2 separate regions of the Gossypium hirsutum genome follow, and region 1 is linked to region 2. Evidence: chromatin contacts called from public Hi-C data. All regions are on one chromosome and are shown on one strand. The core of a region is the stretch at or near the end of the contact, and the rest is flanking DNA. Distances in the headings are between cores, read along the strand shown. Region 1 holds the start of LOC107916222 (ER membrane protein complex subunit 6). Region 2 has its middle 17 kb from the start of LOC121222458.

What was found. A called contact is a pair of places that touch in the nucleus more often than the background predicts.
Region 1: a Hi-C map of leaf shows a contact between it and region 2, with 4 times the contacts expected there. The contact joins the promoter of LOC107916222 here to the enhancer-like site in region 2. A contact is called at or near these places in 17 of 34 Hi-C or Micro-C datasets (callus, cotyledon, fibers and 4 more).

The regions. Positions count from the first base shown.
Region 1 is chrD10:53,423,629-53,426,580 of Gossypium_hirsutum_v2.1, forward strand. LOC107916222 (ER membrane protein complex subunit 6) reads right to left here and starts at 1,490. Exons shown (of 5, transcript XM_016845379.2): 1 at 1,356-1,490; 2 at 700-827; 3 at 416-611; 4 at 263-282. The coding sequence starts at 815.
Region 2 is chrD10:53,383,150-53,385,849 of Gossypium_hirsutum_v2.1, forward strand. No RefSeq gene overlaps it. Among protein-coding and RNA genes, the nearest start is that of LOC121222458, 17 kb to the right of the region's middle. Within about 2 kb of position 1,407, at least 9 of the 9 cell types and tissues checked have an H3K27ac peak or open chromatin away from gene starts, as enhancers often do. A contact at or near this core is called in cotyledon, fibers, hypocotyl and 1 more, where this site is marked.

The DNA.
Region 1 (2,952 bases), core at 240-2,739, 41 kb after region 2:
TGTACTAGGCTTGAGCAAGCCATCAATTGAACTGAGCTTGAGTAGGTTCGAGCAGCTAACAACCTACTCGACTTGAATTTGCATATATAACGAATTCAAACTGAGCTTCAGCTTCTATACTTGTATTCATTTGAGCTCGAATCTTGTTTTGCGCAACCAATTTTGAGTTGAGCTCAAGTTTTTTTTCCGATCGAGTTCAATTAAGCATGATTACAGAACGCAATGTTGTGTAGAAAGTTTCTAAATCTAAAGAAAAGGATACGTCCAGAATAGCACAAATGACTGCAAAAATAAAAGAAGAATATAAGCCAAGGAAAAAGATGAAAGGTTAGGCAAAGCAAAAGAACAAAATTTAGATTCATTGAAGATATGGGAATACGTAAAGCAAGTCAAAACATAAAAGAAAAGGCTTTACCATAAGCCCACCCAAGAATCCATCGAGTATAATCCGATTCCAGCAATCAAAATAAGAATGAAGGGAGAACTTTGCCTTTGCTATGAGTCCAATTGAAGTAATTGCCATGACAATGAAATACAATATAAAACCCATAAAGCCTGTCAACCCTAAAATCCCAGCAATAGCCCCTCCGATTATCGACAAAAACGTTCGGCTGCAAATGAAACCACAATGCTTATCTCAAGTATTGGCTTTCAACACACAACTTTTAGTATCTTCACTAAATGTGAGCATAGACATACCTGTAATATACAACTTTCATGTTATTCTGCAAATTCTCTGCTCTAAAAGTTGATACATCATTCATAACTTCCTTTGATTTCTTCTCAGATGAACTTGAATCACCCTGTCCTGCCATTACCTGTCAATTCTGCAATCCAAATCCCAAAAATAATTCAGAACGACAAATTTTGAAATGATTTAAATCCGTAAAAAATCAAAGCATCAAACACTAATCAAAATGATTTGGAGTCAAAATAATCAATCCCATCCATCCAATTGACAGGCTTAGTATAAAGAAAACGAAAAAGAAATACCATATCGGTGAATTACCCAGTGAAGCACAAGCGAAATAGTTGAGAAACAATTATAAAGTCCTTACTGCGCTAATCTAAAAGATCAATGCAGCATTACTGATATGAAAAACAGATTCCGAAACATTTATCGTATTACATGTTCCTTTGACTACGGCAGAGCGTCTCAAATTTTGGAACTTCGATCAAAAGGCAGCATAGATATACATTATCAAATTTCGAAAATTTCAAGTGGTTAATATGAAAGAATATAAGAATTTTACATCCATGATAATCGAAACGTAGGGGATAGTAATGGATCTAAGCATCAACAAACCATTCAAAAACAGATAAGAGAATACAAAAAAAGAAAAAAAAGAGTTTACCCAGATGATCGGAGAATACGAGACACCCTTTTTTTCCTGTATTCTTCTACTGAGAATTTACTTCGAGATAGCCCACTCGAAATTTTTATTTTATTTTGATCAAGTCTTAAATAATCCCGTCTTTCCATTAAATGCCATTACACTCCCTTTACTTTTTCAAAATTATAAAAAAAATCCACAGAAATAAAAATTAGCATTTTTTTTTGGTTTTATTTTTTATGAATTATTGTTTAATCTTAATTAAACTAATTTTACAAGAGATGTATTTGTATCATCTTTTAAACATCCACATCGTGCGTATTTATCATTTTTATTATTCAATCTTTATTGTTTTGGGTAAATTAGTCGAATATGCCAATTTCAAAAGATATTAACGAAAGTAGGCCAATTTTGGAGAGAGAAACATAAAACGCATCCCTATTGCCATCTTTGCTGAAAAAGGACTTTTCTTAACGGTCAAAAAATCAAACTACTACGGTGTCCACCCACGCTTGGTTTTGGGTTAATTATTTATTTATTGACTAAATTATAGAGTAAAAATTTAAAGGTTATAATTTGCTCAAAGTTCTTATACTCTTTTCTTATTTGGAATTTAATCCTTCTACTTTTCGAATTTAAAAATTTAGATCCATCTGATAACGCTATTAAAATTATTTTGTTAAATTTGTTGTTGTGGCATTTTGAAATGAAAAAAAATACTCATTTGGTATCCATGTAAAAAAAAATAACATTGCAACGGACTTGAATTTAATAAAAATATTAAAATTCTAGAATAAATATTTGAATATTAAAATATGCTTTGAAATTTAGTATTTTTATTTTTATTTTTAGAAATTTAGCTCCTTTTCCTTTTAAATTTAAAAAATTCAGATCTAATTGTTAATACTATTAAATATTTTAAAATTAAAAAAAATTAATTGCAATGTATTTAAAAAAATGATATTGTAATGTATTTTAATTTAACAAATAACTTTAATAGCATTAATAACTCTAAAAAGTTACATCAGGATAATAATCAAAATAAAATATTTGAGTTAATAAATGACATTGTGAAAAATTGAGTTGCCAAATTACATCAAAAAGTAGAAGTATAAAGATTAAATTTTAAATTGGAGTGTAACATAAGGATTAAAACTGAAATTTGACTATTATTTCATAATCTAAAATTTGAGTGTAGCATAAGGACTAAAATTGAAAATTTATCATTATCCTATAAAAAAAATAGAGGCTATACCACATGTCAAGCATGAGGAATGTCCTTTGAACCTTCTTTTTATGATTGAGTGTAACTCAAGGATGAAAATAAAAAAATTATCATTATTATATAATTTTAAATTTGAGAATTTAAAATTTTCCTATAAAATGTAAAAAAGAAAAAAGGTAAATAATTTTTATATTTACATTATATTAAATTTTCGTCTATTATTTATTTATTTTATACTTTACCCATATATAATGTGTATAGGATTAGTATAAGCAATATTTTTGTGAAAAACAAATTGTTTTACTTCCCTTCTCATAAAGACTATCAAATTCTGTAAAATAAATAAATGATAATTATAGGTAGTTACAAATATTAGGAAAGATGTTTAAATTA
Region 2 (2,700 bases), core at 157-2,656:
ATGGAAATATCCTCCCACCTCCAACCGCCGGTCAAATACGACAAGTTGAAGTCAGGCCACCGGAAAATCGACGTCGGGAGAGTGAATTGGAAAGCCAGTCGCCGGAAAACTGACGGCGGGAACCACATGGGGCACATGATCTGTCTCCGATTCTCTTGCCGACAAAGGGGCCTTTCTTCTTAAAAAGCTTAATCTTTATGTTGTATTTAACACGATTGTTAATGGGATAGTTTCTAAATATTTTTGGATTAAAAATGGGTTTATTTCAACGTGGTGCGTTAGATTTTTATCAAACTCCACGTGATCCAGCAAGGATAAGACCATTTATATATTCAAAAGATTGTGTTTGAATTCTACGGATGAAAACATTTATTTATATTTTATTGAAAAATATCTAAAAATATTACCTTAAATAATTTCATTTCATTTAAATTAGTATTGTCTACCTACTCTACCTTCTGGATTAATTTTTTATTTGTTTTAAATTATAGAGTAAAAAATTAAAAATGTTGTTTGATATTATTCCACCATTGGTTCATATGATTGATTAAAGAACTTATTAAAAATCATAATAAAAAACAGTTTAATTGATTTTTTAGCTTGGTTCTACCGGTTCGTTTTGATTCACAGTTCGGTTAGCATGATGAATGTCTTCGGATCAATACCCCGACTGGTTCCCAGTTCGATCAGCCAATCCAATTCAAACAACCATGACTCTAAGTCTTTACGCTTTCTACATTTGGAATCTAGCCCTCTTGCTTTTATTTATAAAAATTTAATCTCTCTACATTTTGAATTTAAAAATTCACTTTCAAATATATATCATTTTAATTAAAAAATTAACAATATCAACTATTTGTACTAATTAATAACATTATAAAAATATAGAGACCGTTAAAAATTAAAATGTTTAAATTTAAGCAATTTAGAAAAATAAAAACTAAAAATTAGTGGTTTTATAAAATGTGAAAAAGAAAAGAAGTATGTTGCTTTGCGCCATGTGTCAATATATGGATATATAAATTTTGAGCAACTAAAATTAAAAGTATACCATTGTTTTAAAATCTTATTGTGTTGGTAGAAGGAATAGTTTGGACGCTACTTTCATACATACTGTATAGATTTTTTTTTATACGAGTTTAATATTATGATTTTTAATTTTTATTTTTTGATACAATGTTTAGACTTATTTATTATCCTTTTTTAACCTTTAAATTTCAATACACTCAAATTCACGTTCTCTTGCACTGATAATAATATCAATATTAACTGAATGAAATCCGTATTTATATGTTTTGTTTATTTTATGAATTGAATGGATGATAAAGACGCGGCAAGGAAGAAGATAAGCGAATATAAAACGTGAAATATACTGCCGAGAGTAGAAATCATGAAAAAGGGAATATTGTAAATGAAGCCCCTGGGCCCATTTAACTCATACTGATTGCTGAGGTTTTGGATTCTTTACAGTATAGATCCAATGAAGTATAAACTCAATGTTTTAGTTGGGCTGAGTACGCTTAAATGATTGGTTTTATTTTTTAAAATAATAAATTATTTTCATTTAAAACATGAATCTTTTCATGTTTAAATATTAAACTATTTAAGTATTTTCAAATGCCCAAAGATGGGTTGTTGGACCGAGTTAAGAGTTGGAGTTCCAGATTATTATTTGCAGGAGGTAAGGAAGTGTTTATTAAATTTATTTTATAAGTAGGAGTGAACAAAATTCGATTTGATTCAAAAAAATTAAAATTAAAATTAAATTTCGAGTTAATTGAATCTAGTTATTCGAGTCAACTCGAATAAGTAATTCGAGTTTCGAGTTCAAGTCGAGTTGAAATTTACAATTCGGAAAACTCAAATTATTCGAATAATAGATTGGTGTAAATACCCATTTGCTCCCTGTCAATTTTGAAAATGAATAAATTGATCTCTCTCAATAAAAAATTCAAAATATTTTTTAAAATTCAAAATATTTATAAAAATTCTACAATTTGTATTTTTTAAATTCTAAAGAATATATAAAGAAATTTAAAATTTTAATTTTTTTCTAAAATAATAATTTTGGGATCTAAATAAGTTAATTAATGATTCAAGTTTATCATACTAAAGTATCTTTCTGTTTCTTTTTTGCTTTAAAAAAGTTTTCAAATATATATGCTTTCAAATTTATGTACTCTAACATGGAAATAGTTATCTTGTAACAAGATTTTAATTTGACATGTTTAATTTTTTTAATTTACCTTGAACAATTTCACTCGACTCAAGTTTTATTTCACTCAACTCGATTCAAAAAAATTTTAAATCGAGTTAGGATGATAAAATAGGACTCGTCAACTCGATTACCTCAAAAAATTTTCACTTGATTCTACTCTATTCAATCAAACGCTCACCCCTATTTACAGGTGATTCCTATGTATACGATGTCATGTTTTCTTCTTCCTATAATTCTATGTCATGATCTTGAAAGTATTATTAGTGGATTTTGGTGGCAAAAGTCTAATTCAAGATGAGGCATACATTGATGTGTGTTGTCTAATTTATGTGTTCCAAAATCTAATGGAGGTTTAGGCTTTCACGACTTAGCCAACTTCAACATTGCCCTTAAAGCGAAGCAAGGGTGGTGGATTCTCTCTAATATGAATTTTCTTGTAGCTTGAGTTTTAAAATATTAATACTACCCTAACACATATTTTA